2 separate regions of the Siniperca chuatsi genome follow, and region 1 is linked to region 2. The links are chromatin contacts, called in public Hi-C maps. All regions are on one chromosome and are shown on one strand. The core of a region is the stretch at or near the end of the contact, and the rest is flanking DNA. Distances in the headings are between cores, read along the strand shown. Region 1 overlaps prkcaa (protein kinase C, alpha, a). Region 2 holds the start of prkcaa (protein kinase C, alpha, a).

The links. A called contact is a pair of places that touch in the nucleus more often than the background predicts.
Region 1: a contact with region 2 is called in a Hi-C map of liver, with 3 times the contacts expected there. The contact joins the enhancer-like site here to the promoter of prkcaa in region 2. A contact is called at or near these places in 3 of 3 Hi-C or Micro-C datasets (liver, skeletal muscle and an unstated tissue).

Annotation. Positions count from the first base shown.
Region 1 is chrLG3:20,835,686-20,841,996 of ASM2008510v1, forward strand. The region is part of intron 6 of prkcaa (protein kinase C, alpha, a); the gene reads left to right. Among protein-coding and RNA genes, the nearest start is that of LOC122873476, 63 kb to the right of the region's middle. Within about 2 kb of position 2,131, the one cell type or tissue checked has an H3K27ac peak away from gene starts, as active enhancers do. A contact at or near this core is called in liver, where this site is marked.
Region 2 is chrLG3:20,738,023-20,744,243 of ASM2008510v1, forward strand. It overlaps prkcaa (protein kinase C, alpha, a), which reads left to right and starts at 3,228. Exons shown (of 18, transcript XM_044190213.1): 1 at 3,228-3,313; 2 at 3,452-3,624; 3 at 5,851-5,882. The coding sequence starts at 3,458. It overlaps LOC122873925 (beta-2-glycoprotein 1-like), which reads right to left and starts at 667. Exons shown (of 8, transcript XM_044191289.1): 1 at 503-667; 2 at 1-160. The coding sequence starts at 572.

The DNA of each region.
Region 1 (6,311 bases), core at 881-3,380, 97 kb after region 2:
CTGCTGTACCAGCCTGCAGCCCACTCAAGCCAGATTGTATCGTAGATTGCATTAGCTGCTGTAGATGCCTTGCAGACAGCCTGCCAAACAGAATTGTGATACATGATGAAGAGTTTTGCAGGGAGCAGGTGCAGTGGATGGCTGTGAGGAGGAAACTTAACATCATTTTCAGATTTATCAATCCACAAACACATGTGTCATCCTTTTATTAGGTATTAGGACTGTGACATGCATTTTGTCTACAAATAGTGTGTAGACACTGGGGCTTAGCTAGCTGTTGATGGTAACTAAATACCTTCAAATATAACCTACAATGTCTTGTTTTTTATATATACACATGTTGAATACAGAAGAGGCTTTGGAGTTGCTGGAAAGCACATTTGACAGAGACATAGTCTAATGAATGATGTAACTAATTACTTATGCCATTGTGTAATTATTAACTAATGTAATTTTTTTTCAGTGTGAAACAAGTAGTAAGCAATTTATTGCCTTTCATAAAACACTGTTTATGATACTTGCTCTGAAACAAAGGTGAAGCTGTTGACTCCTCCGTGACAGAAATTTAAAAGCTTCATTAGAGCCATCTGAGTCAACTGAAAAACATATGCTTGAATTACAACAAACACCAACTGTTTTATTTGGCTTCTAGTTTTTTTCTGTTCCCCAATTCAAATGAAGTAGGTTCAAATGAGGTCTAAGAGCAAAGTGCCACACTGACATCTGGTGTGGTCTCTAGAAAGTTGTCATCTTCTTTGCATTGCTCCTTCATGTACACACACACACACACACACACACACACACACACACACACACACACACACACACACACACACACACACACAGTCCTCAAATTCCTTGACCCAAATGAAATTTTACTAAAGCATATTTGGTCAGAAGCACAAGCAGATCTTCTTCCAAAAAAGCCCTATCATCTTTGTTGGTAACCAAATTTACTTTGTTCATTTATCTTGACCATAAAAGCATGTTTCATATTTTCATAAACATTATCTGTCCGAATGAGTAGCTCAGTTAAGAATGATCTCACTGTGTTTTACATGAAACAATAATTCTCCTCAGTCTCTTTCATACTTGCAGACTTTTTTAATGGGGGATCATATTTGCAAACCAGGTGCAACCCTGGTATCCACAGAAGCCAGATGAGTCTTCAGTCCAAGCAAAGCTACTACAAATTTACAATGTAACAAAACAGACAGACTTTGAATGTCTGGAACAAGCAACGTAATATGGTGCCTTTAAGTCGAGAGGGAAAGCTTGAATGTGCATGAATCCCACAGTGCACACACATTTAACTTTGAGTGAGAAGTAACTCTGGTTTCTTTTGGGATTCACCAATGGCCAGAGCCAAAATGTTCAACAGGAAGTGACATGGCTGCCAGGGGAAGCAGCTATCCTTTAAACCCACACATGGACCTACACGTGAACTCCGAGCAGACCAATAGAGACAGACAAACAGACTTTCTGGCAACGCCACTGAGATGGCTAAATGAAATAATGAGTCACTCAGAAACACAGAGATATTTGTGCAGTTTGCAGAAACATGATTTGTGAGAATGTGTGTTTTTGTCGGTTAGGGTGAATGGAGAAAGGAGGGGAGGTGCTGAAGGAGACAAAACAAGTTTTGTTTCTCTGGTGAAGGACAAACGTAGTCCACTAACCTTGTCCTCCCCCTCTCATTCCTGCTAACACACACAGGTCCTTTCTGTCTGTTGGTGCTGAGGAAGCCACCCTCCTGTTTGTTTCAATGACCCTATTGTTCGTTGACTCAGTGCAAATATCCAGAGTACTTTTGGGGGAAGGCATGTCTGTCATTTCTGTCCACGTTGTTATATTTACACTCATACTCATCACTGTGTGTGAATGTGCATGCAGACATGTGCACGTACCCTCGCCGCCTGCAGGTCCTTTGGGAGTGTGTGAGAGACAGTGGTAATAATTACATTTCTGTTTTGTTCCCTCGTTGACTCACCCAGTTCTGCAGAAAAGCCTCATTTAACAGGCCCTCTGCTCGCCCTCCTCTCTTTTTTTTTATCTCTACTTTAACCTTTTCATTAGATTTTTCTTCTTGCCTCAATGTCCAAATGTGCTTTCTGCTATTTGCTACACTAATGCTCATGTAGGAGTCAATTTGTTTTATATGTAGGTACAGTGTAGGTGTGTGTAGGTCAGATCAGTGCTCAGAGTGGATATAGTTGTGGGTGGATCAGGGAAGCCAGATTTGACTTTTTAACCTTCTGGAGGTGTAGCAGCCCTTTACAGTAAAAGACAAAATCCACCCTAAACACTGTTAACATCTTCTGGCTGATGCAGCGAGCAACAACCTACCATACCTGTGTATAATATCATGTGCACAAACACTGTAGTTGCATATATTTCTCTCTATCTTCAAGAGTTGGGGTTAGATCAAGGTTCCAACTGTGGTTTGGATGCAGCCTGCGGGGTTGCCAATTGATGATCACTGCCCAGAGATCTGAACACCGCTGACTTACTGCCACTGCTTCTAATCTGCGGCCTTTTCTTACAGTAATTTCCATTTCTTAGTGTCTGAGTCATCATGCAAAAAAGCCAACAGGTTCTTGCCAAGAGAAAATTTACTTAAAACCCTGCTATTACATTTTCCCTATGAATCAGAGTTAAAATGAAGCAGCTGACAGCGTTTGTTATGTGTTGGTACCAATGCCAGCATTTTTCCACTGCAGGGAGTTGGCCATTGGGACAGCAGCGTCTCCTGTCTTAATTTTCTGTAGTGAACTCCTTGGCTGTCTGTGTGCTTATAATGTAGATATAGTGCATCAGAACAGTACTGTAATTATGATAAAGATAAAGTTTTTAAAATTCTGTAATACATTTGATATATACCTCGTTACAGCCCATTTTCAGCCCATATTATGCTTCCAATTTTAAAGAAATGAATACATTTTGCTGAGATTATCCCACTGCTGAGCTCACTATAGTGGGTAGCACATACACACCAAAACTCATGTGCCCTCCATATGCCATTCTGGAGGTGTGCTGGTCATTCCACTTCCTTTATGCTGATGTAAAATGACATTATAAAGAAAACAGTCCTGCTGTTCAAGTGGGCTTTTAAAGCAGCGCAGAGGTACGCTGAGAGAGTGGAGGACAAAACTGTTGGTTTACATTTTGTGGACTGTGTTTACACAGGGAGTTGAAGAACAAACATGGCTGGCCTGCTTTTTGAGGTTAGGTCATCTGAATACAAGGCTTTGTGTATTTGTGTGTGCATGGTTTCACAAATCATGTAAAATCTTGAAAGAATGTAGGAATTAATGACATTTTTGTTACTGTGTAAACCTTGAGATGTTGTTGTACATAGATACACCTCTAACTTCTGGTGCAGTGCAGGAACACAGAGCCTAAAGAAGAAAGCAAACCACCGAAAATTGATCTAGATTGAAAGGCCATTTTGGCAGCTCTTTTTGTTACATACAATAATGAACAGATGTTTGAGAAAACGTGGAGAAAAAACACTAGGGCCATGAAAATATCAACCCTTTCTGACAGTAAAAGCTTTGAAGAAAAGCTGTGTGACTATTCTTATCACTCCTAATGACAGTGACATCCTCCCCATCTTGGTATGAACCGTCTTAGTTTGTCTCCATCATATTAAGACTCACATATACAGACTTTCTCCCTCTTTCAGTGTCTCTGTGGAGCTCATACAACAGCTGAACTTTGTTGCTGTGTGATTTCTGCTGCCAGACTCCCAGAAGTCATGTCATTGGTATTCCCAGTCTGTCATCGCTGCCCTGCTTCGGCTCCCTCTTCTCAGCATGGTGCACACTGTCTTCTTTACGCCATTTTAACATATGCCTCTGCCTGTCGTCGCTTCACCTTTCTTCCTTGTTGCTTGGCCTTTCCTTCTTCTTTGTTTTGTCTTTCAGTTGCCATTCTCTTTCGTTTTGCAGAAAAAAAAGGAGTAAAACTTTATGTAGTTTGCAGTAGATGGAGGCACTAGGAGGCATTAATGAGGCAGTCAGGATTACAGATTGAAATCATATGTGCTGATTAGCCGTCATAAAATTAAGAAAGCTCAGCAAAGCTTGGCTGTATTTGAAATTTGCAAATACAAAGCTGATAAGTCATAAAATCATGTGTGTTTGGTGGGTGTTCAGCTTGGCTCAGATTTTCTACAGTCTTATCAGGTCAACAGGTGGTATTTTTCCAGGGTTTTGGTTAGTTTTAGTCGAAGCATGTTGGGATAAAACAGAGTTCAACAAGTCGTTTTTGTAGAAACTGCACCATGTTTGACTTGTACTGTTGTTTAAATGCAAGCCAAGATAGTTGTGAAGACTTGTATCCAAGCAGCTATGTTACGGCCCCTACACACACCCCTGCTTCCTTTGTCATAGGGTTTGTGTGTGTGTCTATTTGCATATGCATGTGTTTCTAAACTCATTTGCACACAGAGAAATGGAATCGTTATGTACTTTGCACTTTAAGACATATACTAAATGATGCACAGTAGAAATTCAGGTTTTTCATAATATAATTTGATCTTTAACCAGGAATTGTCAGCATCACAGATAACTTGGCCTGTGAGCATATGTCTCTGCAGTACAGCTGGAAAGAGTTAGGACTACACACACATCTTGTTTGGTTTATGCCACACATTATATGGAAGGAAAAGCTCTGTGCCAGCCAAGCTAAATTAGGCAATCTAGGATGCCCCCTACTGTTCATGACTGGAGGTACACTTTGCCGTAACTCTTTGCAGAAGAGATACTTAACTTATTGGTCTCTTGTCTGTAATCAACAAACACATAATCTTATGGTCAGAGCAAACTTCAAATACAGCCTACACGCACATTCTGCAACTCATACCATCATGGTATGCTGATAGAGAAATAGTTTTTAATTTTTGTTTTTATATTTAAATTTTCTATCCCTGTCTCAGTACTTTTTTTGTGATATTATCCCAGAAATGTCCAGCATATTATCTAAGTTCATACTGTATAATTTTTATAGTTTGTATTGTTTGACATCACTTTTCTAGTTCGATAAAATCACAGTCATTACACAAGAGTCCACTCTTCCTGGACAGGATGATTGACAAAAATAATAATTATTATTTATTTATTTATTATTCTGACAAATTAAATTACATCAAGCTTGATTATGTTCCACAGTCACATACACGAGCACAAGCCGCTAAACAATGTCCTTTTGTAGGTCTGTTTTATAAATGTCATTTGGGTGCTGTGACTTTGCATAAATACAGCCAGCACATGAAATATTCAAAACATGACCTTTACAATGCAAGAGTTAAAAGTTGAAGAAGGAGCATTTGGTACCGACGTTAAAAGTTCATCAATTCACATACAGTACATGTTACATGGAACTTCACTCAAATATAACATATATACAACATATTCTGTGCAAGTTGTCTATGTATATTAATATTACCCATGTTAAACACTGTCAGGGTAAAATGAAACTCCCCACTGAACTGCAGTTGTAGATTATTGCAAGACATCTAACGGCAGAAAGGTGACGTTAAGATTGAATGAGCAAAAAAAAAAAACAGTCCCTCTGTGCTTCAGTCTTCCTTTCTCTGCTGAGTGCATCCATATTAGAATGCACTCAATACAGCAAGTCGTTCTTTGGTGCCTGTCGATGGGCTTTACACTTTTCTATTGGATTTCTGAGAAAGCAGAGGGTTGCTAGCTCAGGATTGCTCAATACCTTCCCACACCTCGAGTTGCTTCTGTGAGCTGCTGTCCGTCTCTCTTCTCAAATATGCTCCCTCCCTATTGCTCTCCTTTCCCTCAGTGTGTGTGTGTATGTGTGTGTGTGTGTGTGTGTGTGTGTGTGTGCTCTACAGCAGCTCACACCATCACTCATCAAACTTCACACCTCGCTAAAATCGCTCAACACCCAAATCCTCCACCACTGGTGCTGAGAATAAAAGCAAACAATGGGAAGGTATTTACTCTTGGCTTATCAAATAGCCATTTGATTTTATTGGTACAACCACACAGAGGATAAAATGAACCTGTCATCGAAGGTTTTACCAAAAATCACTCATTTGTTCATTTACCCTTCTTAATCCTATCAATACTGTATCTCATTCAGAGTATTCCAGGTAAGACAGTGGGTTTAGCATACTGGCTTAGTGCCTTCCTCTCCAGGTCTAAGGTCAGTTAGCATCTTCGCTACTCAGGCCGCCATTGTAGTGTGGTAGACAGGGCCACACGGAGGGATTTCTGAGGTCTCCGGGGGCCAAGATTTAGCCAAGCAAGGCAGGCATTCACCCTGTCCCTGCGGGG
Region 2 (6,221 bases), core at 1,978-4,477:
TGTGTCCATTCTCCTGTGGCGGTGCAGGTCATCGTGCGAGGGGTCGCTGTTGAAGGCAAGTAGCCCTGTTCACATGTGAGGGTCACCTGCTCTCCAACCTCATACACACGTTTCAGGGTCAACTCGTCAATCCCGTCAGTGATAGGAGGTCGGCCACATACTGGTTAAAGAGCAGAAATATAATTTGAGAAATATATAAGGGGCAGGACTCACAGGAATAATCTTCACATTTTGCAGGTCAATTTTGAATTACATTAATAAATGTAAATGATTGTTTTAAATAACACAGCCTACACCCCATAATCAATTGTACAGATTAGAATGTTGTGAAAGTATGATGCCACACCACCAATCAAGTGGAAAAGGTGCATATGATACAAAAATGTGTAAAGGACAGCTCTTGACAGCACCTCAAACAGGAATGTTTGCAGCACCTTACCAAAAAGCACAATGACTTAATTTCATACTCAAATAGAAATAAAGCAATTATGCTCCATTTTACCTTTCTTGGATGTTACAGTTGTGTATAAAGCTAGTTGGCAAAGGACTAGCAAAGCCAAAGTTGGAGCCATCTTCTTTGCAGTGAAGTCTCCTCAGTGGCCCCTGCATTTGAGTGTGGATGGAGCCAACATAAGGGCTGCTGGGTAAACGGGCCCCTGATAGCCTGCTCCAATCAGATGCTAGTGTGAGCTCCTATTGATTGAGCACAAAGGTCTTAACTATTGCATATTTACCTAGAATTGATCGATCACCTTGATTTGGTACAAGAGCCAGCAGCAGACACACAGCGTGATATAAACTCATAAATACTGAAAGATACACACACACACACACACACACAGATTTGATAAACAGTACTTAACTATGTATTTCCATTTTTAGTACTGCTCAATGCCTGTTTGAGCTAATCCTCTTGGAGGTATTAGTAAAAAAAATAGAAACTCTGTGACCTGCAGAACCATAATCACTGAAATGATGCAATACCTAACTAGGTCAAATGATTTGCTGATTATCAGTAATACTGTGTGTCCTTAATGGGTGGATTCAACAAGGCAGACAGGCTACATTATTTGAATGAAATATGTCACTGCCAGCTAAAAGCTCTCACTCTTTTTCTTTTACTATTTTACTTTCTCTTAAGTGATGGATGAATTTAAATGGATGTGAGCCCAAAATCATATGATTTCATGGAACAGCAAATCTGGTTTATCTATCCTGATTTAATATGCAAATATTTGTCTTTCACTTAAAAACGACTACGATGGTTGGGTTGCGCTGCTGGTCAGTAAACCTGTGGGATTTGCTAAACTTAGAAAAGGTTTAGAGATAGCAAGCAAGTCGAAAGAGTTGCTGGACCCTCAGTTGCTGTGAGAAAATGTTTCAAATGGTAAGAAATGTAATCCACCAAACACCAGCAGTGACGTGTGTAAGGAATCCACTTAAAGACATATTTATAACTACAGCAAAATTGAAAAGCACAATTATATTATCTGAGACAAACACTGTGAGCTTAAATGGAAAATAATACTATGTTATTGATCTAGTAGGAAATAAATATGCTTGTGTTTAATGAATGGTTTTAAAAGATTGATCCACAGCAGGGCCAGTGGACATATAAAATGGCAATGCACATTCTGGACTCCAGGCCTGATGAGGGGGTCAGATATGCTTGGTGGCATGATAACCCAAGGTTCTGGTGTAAGCATTTATTGGACAGTACAGTAAGTGCAATTTCCAAAGGTGATCTCACCAATATCTCATGTTTTCTAAAGCACAAATGTTAATTATAAAGATAGTTACTCTTTTAATACATATTGCATAATATTCATCTGGGGTAATTATTCTGAGTGTGAAACACAGAAACACAGAAAGAGTTGAGGCCACTCAAACACAGCATTGGATCCATATGGTATGTGTGAACTAAGGTAATACATTTGTCAAAAATGTGTAACGCGCCATTATTCCACACGATGACGCCCCCATCCCAAATTCCTGCAGCGGGACCAAGGGCCTGTTGCGTGACATCAGCCAGACTGAAAGGAGGAAGCGGAGCGGAGCAGCGTCAATTACACATAGACACATAGGTCACGAGCAGGAAGTTTGTTTTAGGAATAAAAGTTGCAAAAGAGCCTTTTGGACAATCCTGCTATAACTACAAGGGGTTAAAGGACATTTAAAAAAATTATGGAACCATGATAATATGCTATAAAAATGTGATTATTTGGGCAATAATGACCCACTGATTTAACATTTAGCCTACTACAGACTTCAGCAGAAGTAGCCTGGCAGTTGAGAGATTCCTGTTTATGACCTGAAGGTTGCTGGTTCAACTCCTCCAAGGAGCTGGAATTGTGGATATAATCTACAATACTGTGTGTTTAACAGCAGAAGACTGAATTTGCAGAAAGGTTTCATGGGTTGGTGGGAGCGCTTTCATGTACTCTTTGACAACAGAGACTAAAGGCTGCACAGATACAGGGCTACACTGAGGACACCAAGGGCTGTTTTTATGGCAGTCTGAGGATTTTCAAATTATAACCCAGTTATACATTCAGTTGCCAGTTTATTAGGTACATCTGGCTAAAACTAATGCAGTTCAACAGCCCTGAAATAAATCCTACCTTCACGAAGGTTATATAATTCAGTTTTAGAGAGGTGTTTCAACTTTATGGTCCTTTTGGAGGCGGCAGTTTGTGGTGCTGCTGAGTTGTATTATGTAATACTGAAAGGTGTTTCTAATATTTTGTCCAGCTTCATTGTTACAAATGGGGTGGACACTCAAACACAGCCTTAAAAAGTTTAACATTGTACCCTTCATGAAGGCAAGATTTATTGCAGGGCTGTTGCATTTACACCGCGTTACTTTTAACTAGGTGTAGACTACCTAATATTTTGAGTGTAGTTTACATATGCACTCAGTTGAAAGTTGCACTTTGTATTGCATGTATGACTTCAAATAACAAAAACAATGTAGTATAATTGTAGGCCTAGTTAGTTGCTCACTTTTAAAGCAAACTAGGCAAAACTAGATTGCAACTGGATTGCAACTCATGGCCTCAGTAAGCTACTTCTAAAATCTGAGCTACTGTCCTGTATATAGACTTGACTGTATTAACTTGACTTATGGGGCATCTAGCACTTTTCAAAGGGTAGAAAACAACCTCTTCCACAACTGACTTTAAAAAGAGAAAATACTTTTACTTTGAAGGTGGCGACCGGATGTAGCACTTTTCACTGTGGCTAAATTGACCGCGTGGAGAGCTGTCAGTGGAGCAGCCCAGTGGTATCGACAGGCAGGGAAAGCCCTCAGACAGTAAGTACAGTGTCTCCGGTGAAGACCGCCGCTCCGCACTCTGCTGGCTCTACACTGAGGGCTGCGCCTCTAAACGGACTGAAAAACACTCCAAGACAGCAAGTCTGAGCTGTAGCACTGATTCGTTTTTTTTTTTAGGGGGAGATGGCTGATGTAAGTTCAAACGACTCGTCTACCGCGGACGTAGCGAATAGGTTTGCTCGCAAAGGTGCTTTGAGGCAAAAAAACGTCCACGAAGTCAAGAACCATAAATTCATAGCCCGGTTCTTCAAGCAGCCGACTTTCTGCAGCCACTGCACCGACTTTATCTGGTAAGCCTTCCGTCTCCCACCTCCACCCCCTGACTGCTGCCTGTTGCATATTGGATAACTTCAGTAGAGTACACTCTGCTCGATGATGTAACACAACTTCAGGCTAACTTTCCCTTCTTAATCCTGCAATCTCTACACTTCTGAAATACTTTCTTTTTTGTAAAGTGACAGAACATGGGTGTGTAGTAGTAAAAGTAGTCAGCATTATCTCTAGTAGATTTTACTCCAGGGATCCCAATCTGTCGAAATTCTGTCCAAGCAGCCCCACATGTGAGGAGTTATGCTGCTGTTTATGTTATCAGTGAAGCACTGAAAATAATGACTGTTTGTAGGAGAGTGAGTCAAACTTGTATTTAGGGTTGTGACTTTATATACATTCTCTAACTGGGTAAATTCCAAGTAAAATCAAAGCAGATGTTTTTCACTTTTGTGGGACTAAGTGGCCCCAGAAATCCCCAGGACCCGAGTTTGAGAACAACTTCAATGATGCAAAAACATAAATTAGCTGCACACTGGCTAGATTTTTAGGAGACATGCAATTTACTGGCACTGTGAGCTCATAGGGAAAGCACTTCACCTACACTGCAGAGAAATGGCTCAACATATGCACATGGTATTCATTTGAAAGACACCTGAAGTGGGCAGTGACTTGCAGAGACACAGAGTTGCCTTTATGCTGCTGTTCTTTCCATTAGTGGCTCATGGGGAGACAATGTATTTGGAAAGTATGACAAAACATACATTTCTGATCATTATATCTGGACTGATTGTAAGAGCCTATTCAGAGAGAGCCTATCCACTTGCCCGTGTCTCTCTTTTCCCTTCTCTCCCAGTCTGTAGTGTAATGATCAGAGGTCAGTATTTCCTCAAATACTGTTAAATGTAACCTTTCAGACTTCAGTTTAGTCTTCAGTTTAGTTCTTTTTTAATGTTTTGTTATTGTGCTGTTTTTCTAGTGAGATATCAACTTGCAGACAGCTTTGTAGAGTTGCACCCACATTTACACTCCTCTACTGTTGCTGGTGGTAGTGTGATCTCAAGCCCTTTTATTGCTAGTGGCTTATAACCTTGACAGTTTTACAGCATGACCTGCTCCCTACCAAATACACCTCCTTAGCACAAGCACAAGTTCAACATGAAACTTAAAGGCAACAAGTTGTTGCGTTGCAACTTTAAGCAAGTTGTGATGTTTAATCAGTTTGTCATTAGGTTGAATTTTGTATAGTTTTCAGTATTTATCTCAGTTTTTGTTTCAGTTTTTTATTTGATATTTTTGGTGCAGGTGGTGCAATAGAAAACAAATAATATTCTTTGTTAGTTTTTACTAATTACTAATTTACATTAACAAATATACAAAAAACTCACATCAAACTTCAAAATCATATGCATACACAATGTATTTGTATGCACAGTATATATTGTATATTTGTATGTGTATATATGCTCATAAGTGTCAGTTTGAAAAGAACATTGTTTTCTGTGCTGACAATGTGATCAAAATCTAATTAATCATTTGTCAGCAATAGAACATACACTAGATGGCCAAAAGTATGTGGACACCCAAACATTACACCCGTGTGATTGTTGAACACCTCATTCCAAAACCACAGGTGCTAATCTACTGCTATTATAGCCTAGACTCCTCTGGAAAGGCTTTCTATAACATTTTGGAACGTGGCTGCAGGGATTTGCTCCCATTTAGCCATAAGAGCGTTAGTTAAGTCGACACTGATGTTGGGTGATAAGGTCTGGCTTACAGTCGGCGTTTCAGTCCTTCCCAAAGTTGTTGGATGAGGTTGAGGTCAGGGCTCTGTGCAGGCCAGTCAAGTTCCTCCACGGCAAAAAAAAAAAAAAAAATATATAATAAAAATATCTTGCTTTTTTCACGCAGGCATTGTTTTCATGTTGAAATAAGAAAGGGCCTTCCCTAAACTCGTGCCACAAAGTTGGAAGCACACTGCTGCCTAAAATAATAAAGTGTTGTTGACGTATACTGTGTTCTTAAATATTTATTTAATTGTTTTGGTTGGGGAAGAGGACAAGAAATGCTTCTAGCTAAATATGAACATTTGAAAGCTCTGCAATGCTCCTGTTCAATAGTGACGTACATTGTGGTATGAATGAATGTTCATGTGTGTGAATGAATGAATGCATTTACTGTGTACATGTGTGAGTGAGAAAGACAGCGTAAACAGCTATTTAATTCAGCCTTCTTTGTTTTCACAGGGGGTTTGGAAAACAAGGATTCCAGTGCCAAGGTAAAAACAAAATTGACTGACATCTGACCCATTCAGATTTTATGAGACCTATGTGTGTCTGTGTGTGTGTGTGACATGTACAGTATGTTAAGCAAAGGCTTTAGAAAATTCTGCTTTTATCGCTGTTTTAAAGGTAGTTCTTCATTTGATAAGCCTGCACACATTCTGTAGTATCTCCTTTGCTGCTTTACACTTGACCATCACATGAACCATCACATGATCCATTTTCCTCTCTTGTTTGATGCTCTTTGAGACACCAGCTCCATTTCATTTGTACAGCTAGCATGAGAAAAGGACGTTTGGTTATTTCTGCTGTCTTATGACGAGAATCATGGATAA